Linked DNA regions of Zea mays: all the other regions are linked to region 1. The links are chromatin contacts, called in public Hi-C maps. All regions are on one chromosome and are shown on one strand. Each heading gives the region's core, a stretch centred on a gene start, on an enhancer-like site or on the middle of the called end of the contact. The rest is flanking DNA. Distances are from core to core; before and after follow the strand shown.

Region 1 (4,906 bases), core at 1,088-3,587:
GACCAGGCTTTCTTCCTCAACACAAATATCCGTCCTCCACTAGCACATGGGAAGATCAACTGGGGGCGGCTCCAGCGACTGCAGTTCGCCATAGCCGTCCTCCACTAGGAAAGCCATTGCCAGGCCCCAGGTGATGTGCACGTCCAGATGGCAATGCATGAGCCACACACCAGGGTTGTCGGCGACGAACTGGATGACCGCCCAACCGTTGACAGGCACCGCCACGGTGTTCCTCTGGGGCGGGTCGACGTAGTTGAACTTCTCGACGTCCTTCTTGGGGTCGAAGTTGCCGAAGCCCTCGGCGAGGATGAAGAAATCGTAGCCGTGGATGTGGATGGGGTGGTTCTCGGGCGTGACGATGCTGGTGTCCTGCAGGACGAGCTGCACCACGGAGCCGAACCTGAGCGGGTACAGCTTGGTGGCGGGGACCGGCTGCCACAGGGCCTGGCTGACGTTCTGCCCCGTGTAGTCGAACTGCACGGGCGGGTATGCCGGGAAGTCGGTGGTGAAGACGCCGGGGATCTTGTAGTAGTGCGCGTGGAGGAGGGAGTCGGTCTGCGGGAAGACGAAGGAGACGTTGTTCATGCTGGCCGCGAAGCGGGTGTTGTTGTTGGGCCCGGCGCAGAGCTGGCCCGGCTTGCAGTTGAAGAGGCCGAGGCCGACGGTGAAGAAGAGGTACTCGTCGACGTTCTCGTGGACCTTGACCCGGTCGGGGCTCCTGATCCCGGCGGCGAAGGCGGTGGCGGCGGACGTGTCGTTGAAGGCCGGTAGCGCCGCCGGGAACGCCGGCTGTATCTTGGGGCCGAAGTCGGAGGCGCAGCCGCAGTCGTACTCGAGGACGGCCGTGGTGGTGGTGTTGTCGAAGGCCACGTTCTGGCCGGAGACGTAGGCGCGCGCGGCGACGTAGTAGCGGGTGGGCGGCTGGTCCATGGTGACGAGGACGTCGGTGGTCTGGCCCGGCGCGAGCATGAGCACCGAGGTGGTGAAGGGCTTGGTGTAGGACGCGTCGGTGGCGACGACCGTCATCTTGTGCTGCGCGATGGTGACGAACAGCTCGTGGTTGAGCGCGGCGTTGATGAACCGCAGCAGCGCCGTCTCGCCGGCCTTCACCGGGATGGCCGTAGTCTCTGCAGTGCATGCCGACGGGCGATCGTGAGCATGCTCTGTTTCGTTCAGGTTTATTTTGCATGGGCGGCATCGTATGCGAGATGAGCTAGCTACCTTTGTTGGAGCATTTGTACAGGTCGCCGGGCTGGCCGTTGATGGTGAACGCGTCGGAGACGTTGGGACCGCCGCCGGTCCTCTGCGCCTCCCGGATGACGTCGATCGGGTTCGCATCCCACCACTCACCTGCCCATCGATCACCGTCCGTTAGATTATTAGAGACGTGAATGAAACAACAAATTAACGGGCCAGGATGAGCAGGGTGCAGACCGAGGATGACGGGGACTTCTCGCGAGGGCTTGGCGAATGGGTAGGTCTTGTTCTCCCTGGGGCGGATGATGAGCGCGCCGTAGACGGTGGCCCTGAGCCAGGAGCTGTGCGCGTGCCACCACAGCGTGCCCTCCTGCCCCTGGATGGTGAACCGGTACTTGTAGCTGCCGCCGGGCCTGATGGGGCACTGCGTCACGAACTCCGGCCCGTCCGCCCACCCAGTCCTTATCTGGCGGATGCCGTGCCTGCACACGCCATGCATGCAGCGCGCATTGATCGAGACAGCCGGCCATGAACGGGAGAGAGTATAGACAGACCAGACGATCGATGTCATGTCATGTCATGTCACTCACGGTTGAGAAAAACGAGCTTCAACGACGTACGTACCAGTGGATGGTGGCGTTGTACTGCGCCCGGTTGACGACGTTGATGACGAGCGTGTCACCCTCCCTGACCTCCAGCGTCGGCCCCGGGTACTGCCCGTTCACCGTGATGATGTTGTGCGTCTTGCACAGCCTCTTCACCGGCGTCTCTTGGATCTTGACGATGAGCAGCACCATGCGCAAACCCCCAGAGCAAACAAACACAGCACAGCACACACCGACCGATCAGGCAAAGAAAAAGAATCGTTATTTCCAGCCGCGCGCTGGAAAAAAACACGTCTACCATGCATGTACGTATTATTCACGCCGCGTGCGCCGCACGTACAACGAACTCGTGGTGGTGCACTTCGGCGTCTGCCGCGCCGAGCAGCGTGAGCGCGAGGCACGGGAGGAGGAGGAGCAGCAGCCGGGACGAGGACGACGACGCCATGGCGAGAGCGAAACACGTCGCCGCTGCGCTGCTGCTGGTGGTCTTCGCTTGCTGCTGGTGGCTTTCCTCTCAAGGTTTCCGAGTTTGCGATGAGAGGCTTCGCCACGGGGCGCGCACGGAATATATAGCTAGCGTTGGCTTTGCCTCGTGCCGTTCCCGCCGCGGGCGGGGGGGGTGTGGTTGGTCGATTAGGTTTGGAGCCTTTTGAATTCCAGCATGGGGGAAATATTACCAGCTGGAGGCTGCTGCGGTTCGTGCGAGTGACTGCTGCGTGCGGCTCCGAGCTGACCGATCGATCATGTCATCGCGCAGCGCGTGGTATCGGATCATTCAAACTGTGCAGGTGGTTTGGTGCACCCACTGGCCTGCCCACTTTGGAGCCGCGATTTTCACAGAACGGGGCAGTTCCCTCCCCTACACGCTTCTCTGCAACCAGACAACAACGCCTGGGTTTTTACACTCTGCTTACGTACGCTGTCACGTCGTTCGGTTATTTTCATTATATTTTGCGTCGAGTTTCAGATCTCTTTCTGACAACCACAAGAGCATTTCGGCGGTCTGTGTAAAACAGCGAAAGCACCAGCATTATTTGCATTGCAACCATGTGTGTATATGGTCTACTCACTGCGCGCGGCGTTCTAAGTCTAACGCTGGGATAGGGATTAATTTGCACTTGCGCATCCTGCTACGCATCTTGGCTTTCAGGCCGTAGTAGAGAAGAGAGGTCACGAGGGCCGGAGTGTTTGTTGCCCATCTGCCCATCGTCTCCTTCGCTTCCTCTGGCCGGTCGATTAGTTAGTTATTCTGCCGCTATCATATGCTGCCTACATACGGCGTAACATATTTCTGCGGCTTGCTGAAACTTGCGGGCAAAGGAACTCGGGCTTCCGAACCCAATGATTAGAGCGTCAAATCCATGACGTTTTAGACGTACGTACGTACGTACCGCGTGCTAGCTCTTTTTTCCCCTTCCCCTGCCTATGACGAATCGTTGGCAAGCATAATAATAAACCTAGCTAATGCGTTGAAGTCATTTTGTACTGACTTTTTGATGCGAGGGAGGAGGTGGATTTGGTAACCTATAATGCAGCGAGTGTCAAATATTTGTTCCAACAAATCTTCGGAAACAATCTTTTGACACAGACGATGATGGCACCGGATCCGATCGCTCAGTCCAATTCTAGGTGCCACGTTTCCGGCTTTCATTTTTATTTTCTCTCTCTTTTTGTTTTAGAAAACAGCGAAACCTTTTAATTCTCGGAGAACTGTGAAATGGTGAAGCCTGGAATTAAGCTAGAGTTATGCTTCATGCTTGCAACAGATCGATCAGTAGTCATGAAAACGAACCGTTTGCATGTACCATCCATCCATAAAAAAACAAATCAGAGGAAGGCAGTTTCTTTGAAAGTTGAGATCGGCTCTGAAATGCGCTTGGACTGAATTTATTTACAAGAAAATCAAACGTCAGAGCAGAGATGGTGCTAGCTTTTGTGCCCCAGCAAGTTGACAATTGGAGGCGAACGCTGAAACTCTGAACAACATGAGAAAAAAGCATCGCTCTTCGGACCCCAGCTGTGCGGAGTGCAGAGGTCTGCGCGCGTTTCGGCGTGGCGGTACGGTAGGCTGGCAACCTGGCGAATCCGGCCGGGCCTTTCAGAAGGCCTGTCCAGTGCAGTGAGCCGCCGGTTAGGAACGGCAGGTGGGAACAACACATCGGCAGGGACCAACCACCACGATCCCATCATCCCTACGCCAAGTTCCTATCGCTCTGATCAGAAATTTGCGTTCAGGTGGGTTGGGCATCCGTCCGCTCGATCATTTTCGTCTCTGGAGTTGCCTGCCATTTGGTGATTGCCCTGAGCTCTACGACCCATGCGCTTCGATTTTTCTTTTCTGCCGCAAAGAGCTGGTTTGGAGGTTGCAGTGGTGCCACGACCATGTCCAGGGCGCATGCATGCGACTTTTCATTTGGTCAAGGTTGGATCCGCTCATGCTTTCGTTTCCTGCAAAGGCAAACGCACTTTAGGGATACCTACTGTGGACTTCGGAAGTCCGGAATGCAGATGGCACCTTTCGCTTAAAGTATGCTGCCGGCCTGCAGTGCAGCTACGCGGTACTCCTACCTAGCTCTTACAATAAGTGAACATGCTGGTCAAACTTTCTTAATTTAACTAGGTTTATAAATGATTTTACCAAATATTTTTAGACACTTTTATTATAAGAAAAATGCATTCGACGATTCATCTTATAATCCTAATAATATATCGTAAGTGTTAGCATTATATATGTGTTTAGTTAAAGGTAAAAAAATATGACTTAAAACACATAAACTTGGTCTAAAAGTTAGAGTTAGTGCAAATTAAACCAAGTTTGAGAGGATAGAAAGAGAGAGCGGTTCCTTTCACTTGATTGCTCTGTCAAGGTATAAATTAGACTTAGATCAATATCACAAGTGAGAATAAAGAAACTATGAAGATAGAAAAATAGCAAAAAAGTCAATGACACAAGTGACACGATGATTTTTATACTGTGGTTCGGTCAAGCGTAATATGTTTGCCTACTCCATGTTGTGGCTTCCTAATGGATGAGGGTTACACTCAACCCCTCTTAAGTGATCCAAAGATCAAACTTCAGTACCACAGTTTTTCCTTATATTACA
Region 2 (4,906 bases), core at 609-3,108, 190 kb after region 1:
ATGATGGTGTCTCAAACAACGCCACCTTAACCGCTCACGAGATACCTTTGGGGCTGTTCTCCGCGTGGCTAGGGATAGCCGCACAGGCATCATGCCTTCATACCGTAGTAAGGGGTACCCCTGAACCAGGGTACCGACAGTAGCCAAGATGCCTTCCTATGGATCAGTTGCATGCCTTCCCAGGTCTCCAGTGCCATCCCGAAACTAGAATCAATATATGTACCTAATTTAAGAGAATGTCAAGCCTGAAAATTGTCAATCAACATACAATTTTTCAATAACTTTGTTTATATATACAACTAAAATCAATAGTATGCCTTTTATTTAATGCAATTTTTTAGGAGTGTTAGACTATTTGGTGGCTTCTTGTGGCTATCTATGACGGCTAGTCTATCAGGTCTTACACAAAAAATAATTTTTATGGAGACTAACTGGTTAAGGAATGTATATTTCTGCAAGCAGTATGAGGAAATGCATGTGCCATCCTATATTGATGTTATTCTACAACATAGACCAGAACATAACATATAATCATAATGATAGTTTGACATCCCTACAATGGTGGACATCGTTTGGATAGACCAAGGTAGGGAAGAGGAAAAAATTGTCACATTCACACAATTGATTCTTTTTTACTTTGTTGTCCATGGAGGGTATATATAATATTAGTGATATGGTGATATTCTGGCACACAAATTATATATACCATAGTGACGTTTGTTGTTCTATATTTATGTTTTATATAAATTTTTAATTTCTGTGGCAACGCACAAGCACATACCTAGTATATATATATATATGTATATTCAAAAATCTATATAATGGTACTAATATACACTAAGCTCTGTGTCAGTGGCGATATCATCACCTTCAAACACGACATATTGCTGTTAACATATGACATCCACTTGAACTCACCCACAACCACGAGAGCCGCTACGAAGCACTTGCCTTAATTATGGCAAAACCCCATGCCAGACGATAGCTACGAAGCGGAGGCAAAAAGCGCCACGGCGATCTGCGAGACGCGATGATAGAGCCGCTACGAAGCACTTGCCTGAATCATGGCAAACCCCACGCAAGGCGACAACTACGAAGCAGACGCCGAAAGCGCCTCAGCGGTCTGCGAGACGTCCCGCGAGAGCCGCTACGAAGCACTTGCCTGAATCATGGCAAATCCCGCGTCAGGCGACAACTCCGAAGCGGAGGCCGAAAACGCCTCGATGGTCCACGAGACGTGACGTGGTACGAATAAGAAACCACCTGCACGTGGATAAAATAGAACATAACAAATCGTTAAGTCGTGTAATCACTGGTATGGCAGGTAATTGTATACCAACTTCACAAAATCATAAATTTGTAGAGCATCTCTTTTGCTGCTCCGCTAAATTGGTGGAGTTAAGGTAAACTTCACTCTTTTTCCAGAAACGGAGCTGATTTGAGTTAGGAGTGTTTGACAACTGATGTATGTAGTGGAGTTAAAATTTTCTAGAGCATAGCAGTCCGAAACACCCCTAGGTGATAGCTAGTGCACTCGAGTCACGACAAGCACCAAGGTCATATTAGACTGATTGGTACGGTATAACTGAGATGGTTTAAATTTAAAAAAACCTGCTAGGGCTAGTTTGAGAACTTTATTTTTCCAAGAAATTTCTATTTTAAGAAAAATGAACTACTTTATTTTTAAAAAATAAAAATTACTTAGAAAATAGGTTTCCAAACTAGCATTAGAAATAGTTTTCAAAAAGTTTTAAAAAAAATTTCCTTGTAGTAGTAGTCTCTAGTGTTCGAGTGGGACGCCGTCGCGAAATGCGAAGTGAAACGAAAGAGATGACCTGGCCCACCTGCCATTGAGTGTATAGCACGAAATGGTTTTGCCTTCGCTTTTGCTTATGCGTACGCGCGGCGAATCACGGCGCCCACCTTCCAACCGGACTTGAGTCACTTGACTCCGCCGCGGGATTCCCCGCCAGATCTCATTCTCGCCCCAACCCTAACCGCCGACGGTGGCCATGATGGCCACCGAGCCCTTGTCCCCGGGGAATCTCGTCGAGGACGTCGAAACACTACCCCTGGACTCCTCCTCCACTCTCGCGGCTACGACGGACCCGCTGCTCCGCCCACCTCCCCCCTCGTCCACCTTCTCTCCCACCGCCGGTGAGAACCATGGCGCGTTTCTGGACGAGGAGGATGAGGACGTGGTGGATGACTTCACGCCTCCGCTGGCTCCCCATGCCGCTACGGCCGCGACGAAGTCCCGCGAGGCGTCACCGTGGTTCGCTGAGATCACTGTCTCCGAGCCTAGGAAGCACGCGGAGCCCGCGACCGGAGCCGTGGGCGTCATTCCCGGCTCGGCCAGCTACGTCTCCTACCTCATCGCCACTCAGGTGCCCGACGGAGGCGAGTTCCGCGTGCGTCGGCGATTCCGTGACGTCGTGGCGCTCGCCGACCGCCTCGCGGAGACCCACCGCGGCCTCTTTGTACCGGCGCGGCCCGACAAGAGCATCGTCGAGGGCCAGGTCATGCAGCGGCACGACTTCGTGAACCAGCGGTGCGTCACCCTCCAGCGCTACCTCCGCCGCCTCGCCGCGCACCCCGTCGTCGGCCGCAACCCCATTCTCCACGCCTTCCTCACCGAGCCCAGCGGCATCCCCACTTCCGACGGTGAGTCTCCCAGGTGGAGCCCTGCGATGAGTGCTGCTACGTCCATGGCTGCTTCCGCTCCAGTGACGCCTACCAAGAGTGGGAGAGACTTTTTTGGGGTGTTCAAGGGCCTGAAGCAGACAGTGACGAATGGGTGGGTGGCGGTAAGGCCGCCTCTAGTGGAGGAGGAGATTGACACAAAGTACCTTGTGCACAAGGCCAAGCTTGAGGACTTGGAGAAACATCTGGTGACAGCATCTCAGCAGGTAACCGCATATTTGCGAATATTTAGTTTCCATGCTGGAGACTCTGTATCTTGTTTTCATTGGTATCATTGTTGTTCTAAAGGCAGAAAAACAGGATAAATAAATAAATAAGGTGATTGACTTCTGACTTCTTAGTGCTTGTTTGGAGCAGCCCATACACTTGCATTTGCTACTTGCAGAAAGATACATTTTATGCATCATAAGTTTTCTGTACTGTGTACTAGTGGAGTAAACTAGCTAATCTACTACCATGGCATCATTTGTAGGCAGAGGCATTTGTTAAAGCTTTTGACGATCTAAGATCAACGACAGGTCTCTTGGGAATGTCATTCATCAAACTGGCTATGTTTGAAAAGGAGCAGGCTGCGTGTAGTTCTCAGAAAAGACGAGCTGCTGACATCAGTAATTTTGCCAGTGCTGTTATTAGAGTTAGCAGATCACAGACAAAACTAAACACTGAAATTGTAAAACATCTGGTAAGTGGGGAGTAAAAGAATATTTGCTTGGACATATGCTTTTAGGATTATTGTTTTCCCTTTTATTTTGATATGTTGTATGCTTTTGCAGGGTATTATCCATGAGTACATGGAGACAATGGCTTCTGTTCATAATGCTTTTACTGATCGTTCCAATGCTTTGCTTCGTGTGCAAAATTTGTCAGCAGATCTATATTTCTTGCATACCCGGGCAGGAAAACTTGAATCTGTATCAGCGAGAGGAATGGATCAGGAGAGATCAAGGTATCAAAAGATAGAAGAATTGAAAGAAACAGTAAGAGCCACGGAAGATGCAAAAACACGTGCACTTAAAGAATTGGAACTTATCAAGGTAATTCATCCAAACTTCTGAATCAAAGAAGGTGTACATTATGTGCGACAATTTAAACTGCAATGTTGTTATTACTCAAAACAGACCCACACACATTATTCTCTATTTTGGAAGGCGCAATAATCTCGATACCAAAAATATGTCTATAGACTATTCAGTTTGCAGTACATGGATATAAGGTGTAGGTTATTTTGTAGCATGACACCTAACACTAACTAATGTTATATATTTGGATAATCCGCTGAAGCAGTCTGATTAAAGCTATTTGTCCTAGTTTGTGCTATGGAATTCTCATTAGCGAACACTTTTAACCATGTCCAATTAACATTATTCCAAGTTAAGCTCGCAGAAGCAGAATGAACAGGTTAGCAACTACCATACCAAGAGTCCAGATTTTCTCTCTGACTATTGTCATGTTTGCGCCATGGTGGAAGTATCAAGAATTTTATAGTACATGCATTGTTAACGGATTTTCTGTTTGAACCCTTCAAGAAAAACTATGGAGGCACTATTTTTTTGTGTGGAAGAAGTGCTTTCATTAAAGTACTAGAAATGCTGTACAGCTGGAGATTTCTATTCAACCCTGAGAGTAAGGTTGCATCCATTTCAGGTGAATACAAAAATATTGGTATGCTGTATGCATTACACCATCAGGAAGGGCAGGTCTGGTGTAATGGTGAGAGCTGAGAGCTGTCTCATTGAGTCACCAGGTCGTGGGTTCGAAGCAGCCTCTCCTCATTTGTGGGGGGACTGGGGGAGGCTTGCCTCGGTTTATCCCTTTCCCAAACCCTACTCATGTGGGAGTCTCTGGCACTGGGTCTACCCTTTTTTATTGCCCCATCAGCATTTATGTTTCAACTCACTGTCAAACACTGTTTTGTCCAGAGTTTTGAACCATAGGTACAATTTTCTAGTACTTGGGAATTGGAACAAGGCTTCACTGTTGAAATTTTAAATCCTAAATGGTTTGTGTTGCAATTCAATATGGAGTATTTATGGCGTTCCTTTTTTTTGATAATACAGGAAAATAACATGAATGAAATTAAAAGATTTAACAAGGAAAGGCGCCAGGATTTGGTGGAGATGCTAAAAGGCTTTGTATTGGATCAGGTAGAAGCTCTCAACTTCATTACATGGTTTATGTTTTGAGCTATTTTTTCAGTTTGAAG
Region 3 (4,906 bases), core at 763-3,262, 160 kb before region 1:
TTGAGTAACTTTTCCAATTTGTGATCACATCCAAGGATGCAAGTATGCCTTTTCTTTTGACATAATGGGACTTCAATGAAGATACTACAAAAATATCAGTAATATACTGAACTTCTATGAGAAAGCAGGATGACATGCAAGCATATATGCTCGGACATAGCTGGAATTACATAAAGAGCATAAGTAATAGCTACCTGTTCAATGAATTTAATGTATGAAGCCACGCCATTTTTGAATTGAGTCCCACCTCCAGGGAAAACAAAATAGTTACCAGACTTCCTGACCCAGTTCTGGTCCTTCTTGTATTCCACTAACTTTGGATGAGGAACATTATTATACCAAATCTGAAATTAGAGTGGAATGTAATATTACGAGGTAGTCAGCAATTGTATACTTTACTGAATGTTGAACAAAGTAACTATAAAGCATAAACTAGGTACATTCCAAATTTGAGCATTATAGATATGTGATAAGTCTGCATTTAAAGAAAAGGGATACTCAATATCCATGCATTGAATTTTCATACAGCATGGCCATGTTCCACAGGGTCATTCATGGGAATGACAAAAAAAGTTTGAATCAGTGCATGTTTTTTTAGGGATCTGCATCATTATATGTTACCGCTAACCAATGGAAGCATGAAATTCCCAACCTGGCAGCGCGCTTTATGTACAGCACTACAGCTCAATAGATGACATCCAAGATCTATAAAAGAGCTCTACTACCCTTTTGAGGCATGTGTATACTATTCAGTTTCGAGAATGTTAAAACTGTGTGCTCAATCGGGTATTTGGATCTGACAATCAAGTCGCTGGCAGATTACAGTGCATCCTAATCAGAGCATAGGAGCGCAGATTAGCATATTAAATTACTATAACCAGTAACCACAACTCATCCATTGGGGAATAAACAAGTACCAGTGAAAAAATCTTTCTCGACGAAGCAAGCAAAGCAGGCGTCCTCACCATGTCACGGCTGCGTGGCCACGGCACCGGACGCCGGTACCTCTCGGGCAGCGGCACGAGGCACCTCGGCCTCGGATCTGTCGGGCAGTGCCTCTCCCGGTGCTCCATGTGCCGCAGCGACTTGAGTGCCTTGACCGCCTTCACGTTGTCGAGGCAGGGGATGTAGTCCGCGGCCGCCACCCCCTTCCCCACCTTGCACAGCTCCCACGATGGTAGCTCCTCCACGGCGCCGCCGCCGCCTTGCCCCTCCTCATCCCTCTCGCTCGAGACTCCCGCGGCTGTCTCACCGTTGCCTGCCGATCCACTCGCTTCAGTGGCGGCAGGGGGCATGCCGTGATCTGGTTGGGACACATCAGCCTTCGCGTCGCCAGCAGCGGCGGTGGTATCTGGCCTAGGCGGGTCAGCCGTGCTGTTGCTGACCGCATCAGACGCGATGGCGGTTCCGACTACGGGCGGAGATGCGTCAGCAGAGACGCGATCAGCAGAAGTGTTGCTGCTGACCCAGTTGGAGACAACAGAGGTTGGGGTCTCAGGTGGAAATGCGTTAGAGGAGACGGCAGCAATTGAAGCTTGAGAGGAGAGGTGGGAAGAGGAGGAGGAGAAAAACGGGAGCGCTGTCGGTGCGGGGCTGAAGAGGAGGAAGAGAGAGGATACGACAATGAAGAGGGTGACGGCGGCGACGACAACAACTGGGCGCTTGCGAACAGAAAGGAAGGAGTAGATGGCCATTCCTCCTCTGGTTCGGAGGTGGTGAACGGGAACCGGGACTGCGGGGAAGATCTGCGGCGGCGGGGGAAGGAAAGGAAGCGCACGGCCGTATGCGGTGGTGCACTGGTGCGCCCGGTGCCCGTGTGTGCTCTGCGGATCTGCATGCCGCAGTTGCAGCCTTGCGGGTCCGGCGTTGGGAAGATTTGTTTTGAGTATAGTACCCCCTCGGCCCCATAAAAAAAGAGTCTCATTTTCGTTTGTAGACGAGTTAAAAAAATTGTTAGTTTTTAAAGAAAATATAAATAAACAAATGTATAGAATAAAAGGTCTACTTGGCTCCCTCAACTATTAGTGTTTCACATGCTCACCTATAAAACCACTTATTCTACTTTTAAACTATTAAAAATCATCTACTACCAGCGTTCTCAAATATTTATCATTCGCTAGTTTGCTTTTAACTAAACCACGATAATTAAAAAAGAACGGAAGGATTAAATAACCCTAACATGTTTTTAAAATAGAGCATCTTCAAGAGACTCTTTATTTCTTTTCTATCTGTTTGACTCTCTATTTGTCTTTTCATAAAGATTACACTTTATATGTAACATCTTGTAATACCCAAAATGTATAAAATGATAATATAGTTGATCTCATTATTTCGTGTGCCATCTTATCATTATAACAAGAGAATAACTATAAATAAGAATGAGTAATTAAAACCAATGACACTTAAAAAAATATACATCATGCTGGGATTTATGGAGTGTGTGCATTTGGTGACAAATAAATCAACATTCAAATTGAGGATTTAATACCTACTTTGAATAAATAGAATAGAAGGAGAGAAATACTATATAAATCACAAAATAAAACTTATTAATAAAATTTTATATTGGCAAGTTCAAATTTAATATCTAACCAAATTACAAATTTGCCACAAAAATAATTTCTTTTAGAGTTGAAGTTTTGAATTTGGAAAGGAATAAAAGAATAATAAAAAAAAAGAGAAAGCAGTTTTCAGTCGAGTGGGCCTCTAGTCCCTCCATTCAGCCCATCTTCGGATTCACCCCGCTAGCCCACGTTCCCTCAGCTCGCGCAGCCAGGTCCCACACGTCCAGCCCACTGCCAACTCTAGTCTCTCGCCGACTAGTGGTCCCGTTGGCTGCTCCCTCGCGTGCACACGGTCTTTGGCTGGTGGCCCACTGGTCAGGCTCTGCTATCGCGTGCGCCCAGGTCACCCTCACCGCTGGGTGGGGTATCGCGGCCGGTACGTCGTCTTCACCATGCCGCAAAGCACGGACTCCGCAGGTATGGCTGCCGTGATTCTTGGTCGGATCCGCGGCACCAGGAGAAGATTAGGTCTAGCCGCGGGGTATAAGGCCCTCCCCACCTCGTTCGCTCCTAGTCTCCGGGGTAGGGGTGGATATCGAGCCAGCTCGGCTCGGCTCGACCGAGCTCGAGCTGGCTCGTTAAGAAAACGAGCTGGCTCGGCTCGACTCGTTAAGGAACCGAGCCAGAGAACCAGCTCGGCTCGGCTCGTTTGCGAGCTCGAGCTGGCTCGTTTAGCTCGCGAGCCACAACAAAAAATAGTATACATGTATATATACAACAATATAATCAATTGCTAGTTAATTTTATACTAATTTAACACTAGAAAAGACTAACAATACTCATAATTTTATATATCACATCATTTAAACCCTAAACAAACATAGTTCGTCACTTATTAATTCATCCAATATAAGTATATGCTTTGTTTTACAGATAAATGCTAGCTCATTCGAGCTAACGAGCTGGCTCGAGCTCGTGTCGAGCTGGCTCGTTAACGAACCGAGCTGAGATGTTAGCTCAGCTCGTGATAAAATTGAAATGAGCCGAGTCGAGCCGAGCCGAGCTGACCACGAGTCGAGCGAGCTCACGAGCCACGAGTATTTTGTCCAGCCCTACTCCGGGGTTCGTTGCGGCTGAGAGAATCACCCTGGCCACCTGAAGCTAACCCCAGTCGCGCCATCGACTGTGCGTCTACCGTCGACCTGCCCTCACACCTCCGTTCGGTGCCGGTTGGATGGCACGGGATAACCACCACGAGGCGGGGGCACCGTGTTCTTCCTCAGCTCGCGCGGATTTGGCCCACGGTGGGCACAATTCCTTACCAAAGTCGAGGTTCTGCCATTGATTTGGGTGCGGCCGCCTCCATCGTTGAGAGATTATGTGCCTCCATCTCGGGTAAGCATCTATTCATAGGGTTCGCCTTTGTCTCCGCTGTGGGTTGGGACTTCCATTTTAGGAGATCGTGAACTAAGTCGCTAGCACAGTATGACTCGCCGGCGTGCGGCGCCGCGTGGGAATCCTGCGTCGCTGGCCTGCGCTCTGGAGGTGGGAGAGTACCCGATTGCCGTTGATTTCAAGTGTGCGGCTGAGATCATACTGATGCATACCGATTCGTAGGATTCATCCGTGCCGTTCGATCTAGATCGGGCACATAGAAAACGGTTTGGCTATTTTAAATCTACGCCGTAGATCCTTGATCTAACGAATATAGTAGCCTACCGGTTTAGATCGAGGGTGATTTAATCCAAGCCCTCTATCTGTAATCGTACGGCCCATATACAACCATACCACTTCACCCATGCCTTTTTGCACATGAGCCCCTGATTTAAGTAGGAATCAACCCGTCGTCCAGTGGAACTATTCTCTGAGTCTTAGAAATATTTGCACCGTAGCCCCTGCACTTCTCAGTATTTGAGGCCCAGTCCAGAGAAGATTAAAAATAGAGAAATAATTATAGAAATTAGTTTTTAGTACAAAAACAACTCTAGAAACTTGAGGAATTCATATATAATTCATGTTAGCTCCAAATTGAGTCATTCTAGTTGCAATAATTTTGTATTAATATTTTATACCAACTAGTAACACTGTTTAGCCATGAAACTTGAATTAAAATTATTCATTTGGATTAATCTATTCTAAGCACTAAATAATTTCCGAAATTCATAACTTGGTAACCGCAACTCTGAATTTAGTGGTTCTTGTTTCTACGATCTCGTAACGTCGCGTAGATCATTATTATGCAGTATATTCTTATGTTTGGTGTGATGTTAATTTTGTCTATATCATGTTTGTCTGTATTGCTACGACTAGCGTGAGGACACGTGTCACCTGAAGATCATCCTGGTACCTGGAATCTCAAGTCTCAGGCAAGTTGTGCCCTTGACCACTTTTTACCCAATAAT

The links. A called contact is a pair of places that touch in the nucleus more often than the background predicts.
Region 2: a Hi-C map of tassel shows a contact between it and region 1, with 4 times the contacts expected there. The contact joins the promoter of LOC100191880 here to the promoter of LOC100282094 in region 1. A contact is called at or near these places in 2 of 25 Hi-C or Micro-C datasets (ear and tassel).
Region 3: a Hi-C map of bundle sheath shows a contact between it and region 1, with 1.9 times the contacts expected there. The contact joins the promoter of LOC103651052 here to the promoter of LOC100282094 in region 1. A contact is called at or near these places in 2 of 25 Hi-C or Micro-C datasets (bundle sheath and leaf).

The regions. Positions count from the first base shown.
Region 1 is chr3:188,759,469-188,764,374 of Zm-B73-REFERENCE-NAM-5.0, forward strand. It overlaps LOC100282094 (L-ascorbate oxidase), which reads right to left and starts at 2,338. Exons shown (of 5, transcript NM_001155007.2): 1 at 2,143-2,338; 2 at 1,822-1,973; 3 at 1,435-1,679; 4 at 1,222-1,350; 5 at 1-1,127. The coding sequence starts at 2,247. The coding sequence ends at 40.
Region 2 is chr3:188,946,848-188,951,753 of Zm-B73-REFERENCE-NAM-5.0, forward strand. It overlaps LOC100191880 (PX domain containing protein), which reads left to right and starts at 1,859. Exons shown (of 5, transcript NM_001137304.1): 1 at 1,859-2,909; 2 at 3,176-3,385; 3 at 3,477-3,737; 4 at 4,761-4,847. The coding sequence starts at 2,013.
Region 3 is chr3:188,601,316-188,606,221 of Zm-B73-REFERENCE-NAM-5.0, forward strand. It overlaps LOC103651052 (probable methyltransferase PMT23), which reads right to left and starts at 2,013. Exons shown (of 9, transcript XR_004857323.1): 1 at 918-2,013; 2 at 195-344.